Linked DNA regions of Mus musculus: region 2 is linked to region 1. A link is a contact called in public Hi-C data. All regions are on one chromosome and are shown on one strand. The core of a region is the stretch at or near the end of the contact, and the rest is flanking DNA. Distances in the headings are between cores, read along the strand shown. Region 1 overlaps Gm41014 (a long non-coding RNA gene). Region 2 has its middle 23 kb from the start of A830009L08Rik.

Evidence for each region. A called contact is a pair of places that touch in the nucleus more often than the background predicts.
Region 2: a contact with region 1 is called in a Hi-C map of cerebral cortex, with 2.6 times the contacts expected there. The contact joins two enhancer-like sites. A contact is called at or near these places in 5 of 484 Hi-C or Micro-C datasets (Sertoli cells, cerebral cortex, embryonic stem cells and 2 more).

The regions. Positions count from the first base shown.
Region 1 is chr13:91,271,846-91,277,607 of GRCm38.p6, reverse strand. All of the region lies in intron 1 of Gm41014 (a long non-coding RNA gene), which reads left to right. Among named protein-coding and RNA genes, the nearest start is that of Gm41014, 3.3 kb to the left of the region's middle. Within about 2 kb of position 2,812, at least 27 of the 459 cell types and tissues checked have an H3K27ac peak or open chromatin away from gene starts, as enhancers often do. A contact at or near this core is called in cerebral cortex and uterus, where this site is marked.
Region 2 is chr13:91,362,391-91,368,152 of GRCm38.p6, reverse strand. No RefSeq gene overlaps it. Among named protein-coding and RNA genes, the nearest start is that of A830009L08Rik, 23 kb to the left of the region's middle. Within about 2 kb of position 2,747, at least 100 of the 459 cell types and tissues checked have an H3K27ac peak or open chromatin away from gene starts, as enhancers often do. A contact at or near this core is called in cerebral cortex and uterus, where this site is marked.

The sequences.
Region 1 (5,762 bases), core at 1,563-4,062:
CTGTCTGTGTATAGATACATAAAACTGTGTGTATCAGAGGTTACCAAATCTTAAAGGGAACACAGATCAAAAAAGTTCTCGAGGATAACGAAACACTATGGCATTTTCCATTATGAGAGTAGACTGAAAAGCTGTAAATCAAGAAGCAACAGGAAGCCTCCAGTAAACACCACTTTGTCCATTGGGTCCTTTGGCGCACTGCTGAGGGACACTTAAAGTGACACAAATCTCCAGTTAGGATACAGGGAAGTACCAACAGTTTACATTTGAGCCTCCGTGCTGTTCCATGGATTGTATAAACTGAAAACAGACATGCTTGATAATATAAGACTCTGACGAGCCTTAATTACAGGGGACCCCTGAGTGAACAACGTGGAGACAGGGATTGATGCAAAACCAAGAGGAATTTATTGTTCCAGCGCCCTGGGGTCATCCCAGACCCAAAGGAGAGGTGACCCTGGGCAGCCTGTTCGACAAGTTTTTATACAGTTTCCAGTGGTGGAATAGAGCATCAGCAACTAGGCACAATATGATTGGTGGAACAGTGCACCCTTTAAACTGATTGGTCTTTAGGGAATGAGCTAGTAGGGGCTTAATCAGCCTCTCCCTTCTGGCCTATGTGCTCTCTGACCTGTCTCTTCCAGGAGGGGTGGGGTCTACATGCTTAGGGGTCAGGTGGAATTTTCCACTGGGTCTGAACTGACTTCTTCAATAAGAGTCTACAAACAGGTGCTAATGATTCCTGAAGAGCATATGGTGTAAACTCATGAGGAGGGATAAATGTGACATTCTGGATTGGACACAACAAAAGTGTGACCTTATCATGAGGTACCTCCTTGTAGCACTGTACTGGCTAGTTTTGTGTCAACGTGACACAACTGGAGTTATCACAGGAAAAGGAGCTTCAGGTGAGGAAATGCCTCCATGAGATCCAACTGTAAGGCATTTTCTCAATTAGTGATCAAGGGGGAAAGGCCCCTTGTGGGTAGGACCATCCCTGGGCTGGTAGTCTTGGGTTCTATAAGGGAGCAGGCTGAGCAAGCCAGAGGAAGCAAGCCAGTAAAGAACATCCCTCCATGGCCTCTGCATCAGCTCCTGCTTCCTGACCTGCTTGAGTTCCTTGGTGATGAATAGCAGTATGGAAGTGTAAGGCTAATAAACCCTTTCCTCCCCAACTTGCTTCTTGGTCATGATGTTTGTGCAGGAATAGAAACCCTGACTAAGACAAGCACTAACGTTTATTTATGATTTATTGAGACAGAGTTTTACTTAGTATCCCAGGCTAGCCTCAAACTCATGACAGTCCTTCTCTATTAACCTCCCAATTACTGAATTTACAGGGAATGAGTGGCCCTTTCTGTCTCTATCCCTGGCATTAAGCTATAACTCCATTTCTCTGTCTACCCTTAGAGCTTTGTGTTCACATTTTTGTTATATTCTAAAACAAGTCATCAATGAATTGGTGTGATGTCTGATGTATTTATAAAAAGATAAAGAGAGGGGGGATATGTTCTATGAAGGTGTAGTCAGGTATTCGGGAAAGGGGTGTCTCAGCAGGCCCATGCTGAGGCATTCCTTCCCAGTAAGGAACCAGCCACATGATGGTATAACATAGAGTTTATTTAGGGCCTGGGGCAGGAAGGTAAGATGATAGTAGAAGAGAGAGAAAGAGAGTAGAGGCTATCTATGAGCACGTGGAGAGAGAGGGGGAAGGGAATGGGGAGAGAGGGGAGGAGGGAAAGCAAGATTAAGAGAAAGCAAGAGAATGAAGAGCAGGCAAGCAGCCCCTTTTATAGTAAGTCAGGCATACCTGGCTGTTGCCAGGCAACTGTGGGGCAGAGCTTAGACAGAATGCTAACAATGTCTATTTTATTTTATAGTAAATGCTGTAGAACATATACACCTCTATATTTTAGTTTGATTCGTTTTGGTTTTGTGTTTTGTTTAGAGACAAATTCTCACTGTGCCACCTAGGCTGACTACGAACTTCTGAGCTCAAATGATTGTCTCCTTTAGCATCTGGAATAGCTGGGACCACAGGTGACTACTGCCACACTCACTCTAAGATTCACATACTTCTAAGTCTTTATGTTTGAATGAGGTCACCTTCTAAGTTTATAAAAAGGTCTATTTATGTTGAATGTGAGAAATAACCAGTTAGAAGTTTAAAATGTAGATTCTTTTTCTGGTAGGGGGAAGGGCAGTGTTCAATAGAGAGATCTCACTGGAACTCACTATGTAGGCCAGGCTAACCAAAACCCATAGAGATCCACCTGCCTCTGCCTTCTGAGTTCTGAGAGTAAAGGTGTACCTGGCTAAAGATGCAGATTCTAAGGCCAAACTCCACAGTCTAAGGTGTGATTGGGAAGTCTGTAGTTCTAAGTTAACCTCAAAGAACTCTAATATAGCCACAACTGTCCCCACACCAAGGCTTGAGAAGCACTGGAAGAAGGCAGAACGCCATGTAGGTAGGAGGGGATTAGTAGGACAGGGACCAGGAAGGGAAAAAGCAAAGAAGGTTTGGAAACATCATAAGGAAACTCATTACTCCTAGATTTAAAAACACACAAAGAGAAAACTATCGGAAAAAGACTTCCTGTAGCCGTTTGCTAGCTTGTCCAACACTTGTGGGAGGAAAGAACACCCCTTTGTCGTGCACTGAGTTTTCATTGGTCAGGAAATAAATAAATAAACAAACAGCATACACAGAAGGAAACAACGGCCAGAGCTTGCAATGCACAGCCCTCATGAGCGCGTTCACAGCTCTGTCTTGTCTCAGACTTCCCACTCAAAGCTGGAGAGTCCTTTGTGCACAAGAAGTGCCAGAGAAGGAGCACTGCTGTCCCTGGCAAGAGGCCCTGGCTAGAGGAGGGCCTCCTTACCCCCTTTCACCATTGTTACGGTAGTTGACTTTTGGCAAATCCCAGGGCCTGAGAGGAGGGGTGTGGGGACAGAGAGGAGGTTTCCAGTTTTTAATGAAACACAATTATTTTTAAAGTAACAGCAGTAAAGGAACCCCACATCTGAGGTGCTGGCGTGACTTGACATTTTGAAATATTACTGTTTTCTTGTTGTGTTTTCCATCTATGAAATGGCAACTTTCCTTGCAATTCAGGTATCTGGTAGACTAGTTTCTCTGTCAGTGAGCAGCAGCTTGTATCTGAAGTGCAAATTCCATCCTAGCAGTAGAGTCACTTCTCCTTTCTTGCTCTTTTAGTGTTTTCCTCCTTCCTAGTGACGCCCATCATAAGCCATGTGGCAGTTTCAAAACAGTCTTCCCACTCTTCAGCATCCCTCAGTCCTCTCTCCAGCCATCTGCCAGCATCCTGTGCTTGGATACTGTGCTCAGCCCTTCTTGATGTGCTCAGCTCCTTCCAGGCTGTTCTGGACATCACAGACAAAAACAATTATAAAAATTGTAATATATATATATATATAATTTCCCTAGAGTGAATGATCTTTTCTGGAGATATAGCTCAGTAGTAAATCACCCGAAACTATCTGGTTAACACACACACACACACACACACACACACACACACACACACACACACAGGCAAACTGATAAAAACAAGTAAGTCAGTAAAATGGTGTCACCCTACCCTTGCAACAACTACCTGGTTGTCTTTGAGCAGCATTCACTGCTCAGATAATTTTAGTACTCTGCTCTTTTGTTCAGATGGTTCTCCCTGTAAAGAAACGTAGGACCAATGTGTTTTGATCTGTCTATAGTCTAAGCATACCCTTCAGCAGTAGTAACCTGCTAGCTTGTCTATACATCAGAACTTAAGAGATAATTTTTTTTAAAAGACAATATCATTGGGGCTGGGCACCACACAATCTCTTGTTCTCAGCCTTTTGGTCAGTGGTTGTTTTCTGCAACAGTCTCCCATCTATTGCAAGGAGCAATTTCTTTGTTGAGGGGTGAGAACTATATTTATCTGTGGGTAGAAGGACAAATATTTAGAATTCAGATAGGGATTGTTTTGTTCTAGTATAGTAAAATGGCAGTTGTAAGTTCTCCAAAGTTCATGACCTCTACTGAGGACCCAGGTACTTGGCTAGATTTCCAATGCCAGGCATTAAAGTATAAGAGACAGGCCATGAATTTAAGATCGAGCAAGGGGTAAGGTACATGAGAGGGAGAGGGAGAGAGGAAAAAGAGGAAATGATGTAATTTAGCATTCTAGAAGTTTCTCTTTAGTCCAGGCTCATCCTCATATCTCAAGGAAGCCCAAATCCTGATTCCAATACCACAAATTAGTTTTGGTTTGCTTTTGATTTTTATAGAAATTCAATTATATAGCATTAATTATATAGCATTCAGTTATGCCCATGGTTCATTCATTTTCATACCTCTATAAACATCCATTGGATAGCTGGGCATGGTGGCGCACGCCTTTAATCCTAGCACTTGGAAGGCAGAGGCAGGCAGATTTCTGAGTTAGAGGCCAGCCTGGTCTACAAAGTGAGTTCCAGGACAGCTAGGGCTATACAGAGAAACCCTGTCTCGAAAAAACAAAACAAAACAAAAAAATCCATTGGATAAAGAAACAAAATTTTATTCCATGAATGACCCTAGCAGAGAGCCATCAGCTCTCCAGGTGATGCTGATGGATAACTCCACCCAATGCCAGGCAGGCAGCGGGGCCCAGTAATTCCCAAAGGAATTAACATATGTCATTTCCTTACTTTAAAGTCTGCCAATGGCTCCTCATGGCTCTAACCTCCTTGGCTGAGCACAGAATCCTACTGAGCTAGCCTTTGCCTACCTCCCCTGGTTTATCTTCCACGCATCCCCAAAGTCAGAATGAGCACCCCGTGCCAGGAATCCTCAGGGTTCACTTTCCACTTCCACACATTGCTTCCTCTCTTTTGTCAATCACCTGTGGCAGGTCTCTTGTCTTACTACATTATTAGAGCTGAGGACAGACCTCTCTCTGTGCCATTCTCTCCCATAGCATCATGAAGTGAACACATGGTACCTACTGTTACCACTGCTACCCACTCTACTTGAATGATTCGGCACAATTCTCCTTTCCTTCCATTGTTACTTTTAATTTAAACCTTGTTGTGAAATGCAAATGTTCTTCACACCTTTAACAAATCTGCCTTCAGATAGAGTGCTGACAAGCTTTTTAGCGCAGACTTCATGTGCGCAGCAGTAAATGAGATAAACTCAGATATGTTTTCCTTACGATCTCCATCCTTGGAGATGTAACTGAGAGCAAAACTGGGAACCCATATATAGTCCGTGGTATAATTATTCTCACAGTAAGCATATAGCTAACATTGAATATAAAGCAAATTGTCCATCAAATTTCCTTGCAATGTAGAGTAATGTTTCTTAAAACATGGTCTAGAGCAGTGGTTCTCAACCTTCCTAGTGCTCGAATCTTTAGTACAATTCTTCATGTTGTGGTGACCTCCAACCATAAAATTATTCTGTTGTGGGCTGGTGAGATGGCTCAGTGGTTAAAAGCACCAACTGCTCTTCCGGAGGTTAGAAGTTCAAATCCCAGCAACCACATGGTGGCTCATAATCATCAGTAATGAGAAACAAATAAAAAAAAAATCTATGGGCCGGAGCCAGCGGGGCAGAGCAAGCAGGGTGGGTGGGTAGGGGAAGGGGAGAAAGAGGGAGAAGGAAAGGGGGAAAAAGAAAGAAAAAAAGAAAGAAATTTTAAAATTATTTTGTTGCTACTTCAAAATAGTAATTTTGTTATTGTTATGAATCATAATGTAAATATCTGATATGCAGG
Region 2 (5,762 bases), core at 1,498-3,997, 91 kb before region 1:
TCTGTTCATTAATTTCCCATCTCAACATGTTTCTCTCTTAGTTTTCTGGGCTCCCCTCCCCCCTTGTTTTAGCGGTTCAAGTACATGGCTCAGGGTTTTCAGGCCTTCGTTTATAGCTGGTATACAGAAAGTAGCATCGTTACTCAGCACTTCCACTCGTCCTAATTTATCTACACACACTGGAAGCTGCCTGTAACATTTCCCAATGACAGTGACAACTGGACGTCAATAAAAGGACCCCACCCATTTCAACCTTGTTTGTATAAAGTTAATACTTGTGTATATTTCTTCTGTAACAGAGGTAAGGCTATTGGTCTGTTGTTGTTTCGTTTTGTTTTGGTTGTTGTTGGTTTTGGTTTTTTCCTAGCTTGTTAAGACAAGTTTTCTAGGCAGATTGCTGGTTAGCTTTAGGCTAGATTTTTTTTTTTTTTTTTAAATCATTGAACACCAGATAGACAAAGGAAAAGAAATATGATGTGAATTTAAATGATCAAAAATCCATTCTTTTAAGATAATTTTTGGTTCTCTAAGTTCAAAATTCTACAGTTTTTCTTCAAGTGAGTTTGTAACAAGAAAGATAGAATCATTTTCAACAAGCTAGCAAATTTAGGTCAAAATTTTCATTCCCTGTTGGGAGCAGGGTGGGATATGAGAGAGGGAGGGGCTGGAGGAAGGAACGGAGATTCTTGCTTCTGTTTGGAACTTATTGAATCCAAATCTCCGTATGTTTGACACTGATGCACCCTGCTCTGTGTGCCGGGCTCTGTGTGATTCCTGCTTGTTCTCCGTAAGCAGTGCTTAGTGCTACCTGCTAGGTGAAGGTGCTTGTTTGAGAAGATGCCAGGTTTAATCTGAGATTATTCCAGCTGCTCTTGATGTCTATCCTGTAACATGTTTTCACATGTCTAAGGCTTGCTGCTGCAGCTCAAAAAACAAAAAACAAACAAAACAAACAAACAACAGGAGCAAACAACAACAACAACAAAAACAAAAACCCTCAAACCTGTGTTGATACATAATTTATGTGTTTAGCCAAGAATGCGTTGTATGATAAGATTAGATAGGAGATACTCTAAAATCCTAAATAAATTAGCAAACTCTTGATAATAATTATAGTTTGATGTCTTAGTAACCACACTAGCAGAGTAGCCATTTTCCCTTCTAAAGTTGTCATGAACTTTCTTTGACCATGAAGATAGTAAAGGGAAGTTTACAGCTTGGACTTAACTTCATCTGGAACTGGTCTGGAATGAAGCTAGGCTTTGCATCCTAGACTAGGGGGGTCATAGTTTCGATTCCCATTGCCCATGGCAGGATGTTTAATTTCACTCCTGTGACTTAAAGACTTTATAGTGACGTTTGAAGAGTGGAATGTGGAAAGTATCTCCAGTTCATAGCAAAGTGGGGATTAGATGAATAATGCTCCACGTGACACTTTGCCCAGGACTTGTCACTGAGATAACTGGGAGGCATGCCACTGTGTCAGATGTGCCCAAGTCAGAGATTGTGCTGGTCTCTCACTCTGGCAATTATTTTTGAGCATGCGATGTGTTTTGGGGTCCTGTAGTTCTTTCTTTCCAAATCTGCTGAATATAAGGTAAAATGAGATTTTTTTTTTTTCTAATTGTCTTTTCTGCAACCTAGACTTGTTTTCTAAAAACCCAGACTGGGTATCCTGCTGTTTACAGGTGGAAACAGAGTTCCGAAAAAATCTTGCTTATGATTTTGGGGAAAAGTTATATTTCCTCCATATAGATTTATGTCTGAAAGCCAAGTGCCGCTTTTAGGAAAGAAAAAAAAGAAGTTCTGGTTTTGTTAATAAACAATACTAACTCAGTTCAAGATGGCCTCTGGGAATTAGATATGGAAGGCTTAGGCTGCTCTGATTTAAATGTCTGAGGTCTGCAGCACATGCGATGGCCACCCACCTAGTGGCTACATAGAATGTTTATTTTCTATAATTTCCTGATTTCTTTCAAATGTGTGTGTGTGTGTGTGTGTGTGTGTGTGTGTGTATCGAGTCTCTGTGCTTGGGAGCCTTGTAAATCTTTTCCTTGTCTCTTCTCTCTATCATTACAAAGCACCCCCACCTCCAGAGTTTTGTCTCATCGGGCCTCCTCTGGAGCTCCAGTATGTGGTTGTGGAGTGGTGGATACCACCCTAGGGACACAGATTGTCTGCTTTGATGGCCACTCACATGGTCTTTAAGGCCCAAGGTAGCCTTTATTTATTTCCCCAATATCCCATCTCAGAAAGGTTATTTTTACCAAATGATCTCAAGGGTAGAGATGTTCTAGAATAGGCATTCAAACTGAGGCTACACACAGGCTGTGGTTCCTGGAGAATCCACCACTCAGGGCCCCAAAGCCCTCTAAAACATTTTATGAACACTAGAGGGCTCACGATGAATCCCCCAATGCCTTTAAAAGTCCCAGAACCCCAATTAGCTAGTGCCTGTAACTACATCAGGCCCATTTCTATTGTAAGGGCAAAAAGAAGCTTTGGGGTAGGCTAAAAATGACAAGGATGGATGTCTCCCATCCTACCACTCCAAGGAGAAGACTATAGGACAAGCAGCTGAAAGGACACATACCCAGACCAGACTCTTGACGACTCCTGGGCAGTGGGCCAAGCACTGGACCAAGCACTGGGCATGGCTCCAGAGGCTGGGTCCCTGCCCAGGGCACTTACTGGTTCAGAGCCAGCAGAAAAGAGCAGTCTTGGCAGCAGGCAAGTGAGTTGAACAGATTGGGAAAGAGCAGAACCAAGCAGTCCAGGGCACTGTCTCACTAGGTCTGATCAGCCCACCAGCAGTGGGGATGGAGCCTCAGGCCTCCTGCTGCCTGGAAGTGGAGCTATGGGAGGTGGGGCTGGAAGTAGGATCCAGTCCCAGGAGTGGACAACACCCAGTGGCCCACCTCAGGGAAGCAGGAGAGAGATAGAGCATCATCATGCTGGAGAGAAAACCTTGGCGTGGTATCCTTCAGTGACATAGGATGTCTCAGACTAGCTTAGTGTATCAGTTTCATGCACCCCTGAGAGCCGAGTGGGTCCAAAGGTCAGGGTTCCCCAGTGCCCCTCTGCTGTGTAATGTCTATAAAATGTTGGGGCGCCCAGCTGAGAGGCTTCTTTGAGAGAGGAATGAAAATCTTTCCATCCTATTAGTTCATTTCTCCTTTTCAGTTCTTACACTAATTTTATAAGGGAACACACACAGACACAGACACACACAGAGAGACACACACAAATACACACAGACATAGACACGCACACAGATATATACACACAGACATACACACACACACACACACACACACACACAAGAACACACAGAGACACACATACAGACATACATACACACAGAGACACCCACATACAGACACAGACATACACATACACAGGCAGACAGAGACACACATACAAGTACACAGAGAGACACCCACACACAGACACCCACATATAGACAGACAGACAGACAAACACACACACACACACACACACACACAGACACACACACAGAAACACACATACACACACAGGCTCACACACAGAGACAAACACATAGAGACATACAGACATCCCCCCACACATACACACAGACACAGAAAGGCCTCAGGACAGCAGCGAGATAACCAAGAAAGGCTGGGAGGCCACCCACCTCCCACACTATAACACATCCCTGCTATTGCTATGAGCCACTGTGGCTCTTCTTTAAGGATGAAAAGGTGGGAAGCCATTCTTCCCTACTCCTAAAGGAAGATAAACAGGCAGTTTCAGAAATTTGTGGACATGGAGGAATGAATATAGGCAATGGTTTGGAGCCAACAGAACAAGAAAGAGAATCAAGTATGGGCTCCAGTTGGGCTTGAGTAATGGAAGACTTCAGCTGGCAGCTCCCATGGCTAACTGGAGAAATGCTTTTCCTTTTCTTTGAAAACAGCTACCAGACAGTCATGGTGGCACAAGCCTGTAAGCTCAGCAATTCCTAGGCTGAGACAGCAGATAAGACCAGTCTGGGTCCATGGTGAGACCCCGAGTTACCAAGCAGGCCAAGTCAGACCTAAAATCAGATCCTGACTATGTGGTAGAGAGGACTCTGTTTAGGGATTTGTTTTTAGGAGATCTCATAAGTGCTTTTTACATGTGCTAAATTCTGAGAGCCACAGACACATAGTTTAAGAAAAATATCTTCCTCCTTTTTTTTTTTAACTCATGAGAAAAATAGACTTTCCTTTCTTCTGCTATTTTTGGAAGCTTTATAATCTCTTGGTGGGATGCCTTTCTTTCTGTTTACCTTCAGATAAGATGGATTTCATGTTGGTAGAGCTGGCAGGAGAGGGTTACTGAAATGTCCTAATATGTCCACTAATAACCACAGTAGCCAAAGATTTCAGAATTCAGCTTTCTAAGTACTTAAATGTGCTAACTCCATCTTACAGATAGAAAAATGGGCACAGGCAGGTGAGACCTCATGCCTAGATCTGGTTGTGTGGGAAAATTCGATTGCAAAACAGGAAAGGGACAAGATGCCTCAAATCAGTGTGCTCGAATCAAGTCACTTAACCTCTCCTTCATTGGGCAGACTCCTTGAGTTAACTCATAGATTGTATTAGGAAGCCATTCCGTGGTTTCTACACACTGTTCTTGTTTGAGACCTCGGTGAACAGGTGAAAAGAAATCTCAAAGCTAGGCCCTGTTGCTGGGTTTATCTAGTGTTGATCTGGATGGTATTTGAAAATCATTTCTAAACACTCAAACCAACCGATAGAATATCTCTAAATGAACGGACATGAAAATCCAAAAAACAATTTCTTAAAAGAAAAAGCAATAAGTAGCTGCGATCCTACACGGCCTCTCTAGAGCTTTGAAGCTGGTTTTAAGAAATTGATTTGGTTCCATCCTTGCTTTATGAAGGGCCATAAAGCCTGCCTCCTCTTCCTGGCTCAGCTCCCTAGACAGGATTTCCAGCACTCGCTAGCACAGCTTTGCTCCTGTTGTTCCCAAGCTGAGAACACACCTTTCTGATGGGAGTGTTGCAGTTCAGTCCTCCTTGCACACTGCAGATGGTATCTTCTGTGGGAAGCCCCCTCATCCCACTTCCCCGGGGAAGCTTACTGTTCTCTGGGCTCCCACAAAACACAGCTACTCCGGGTTCCAGCGCTGTAACAAGACAAGAGGCTGCAACGGTTTGTCTCAGGAGCTCTTCCAGGCCAGCCAAACGCTGTGATTTACTTATCTTTATGAATGTCACGAACCAGCAAAGTCTACAGCGTATTTTAAGTGCTATATAACACTTGTTAAATGAATGAAAAGGTTTAAGTGGTGTGGGTTATTATTATTTTTTTATTAGAGTGAGGTGGGCTGTACAAGGGCATCACACTGGTTTTTAGGCAGCCAACCTAGAATTCTCTGTCATTCACTGTGATAAAAGACATGATCCTGAAGAAGTGGACATGATTTTATGCACATAAACTTCCTGCTTTTTCTGCAGTAGTATAAGCATTGCTAAAGAACATGATCTGATGAGATTACTCAACGGGTAAAAGTGCTACCTAGTGCAAGACTGGGGTCCTGAGTGTAATCCTGGGGGTGGGGGTGGGGGTGGGGACCATCATCCATGCATGTTTCCACCCCACTCACACACATAATAATAAGTTTAGATTTTTTTTTCTCAGAACATACCCTGGGATAGATAAGAAAACACAGCTAGACATTGGACAAGAACAGTTACCAAATCAGCGTGACTGGGAGCAGAACTCAGC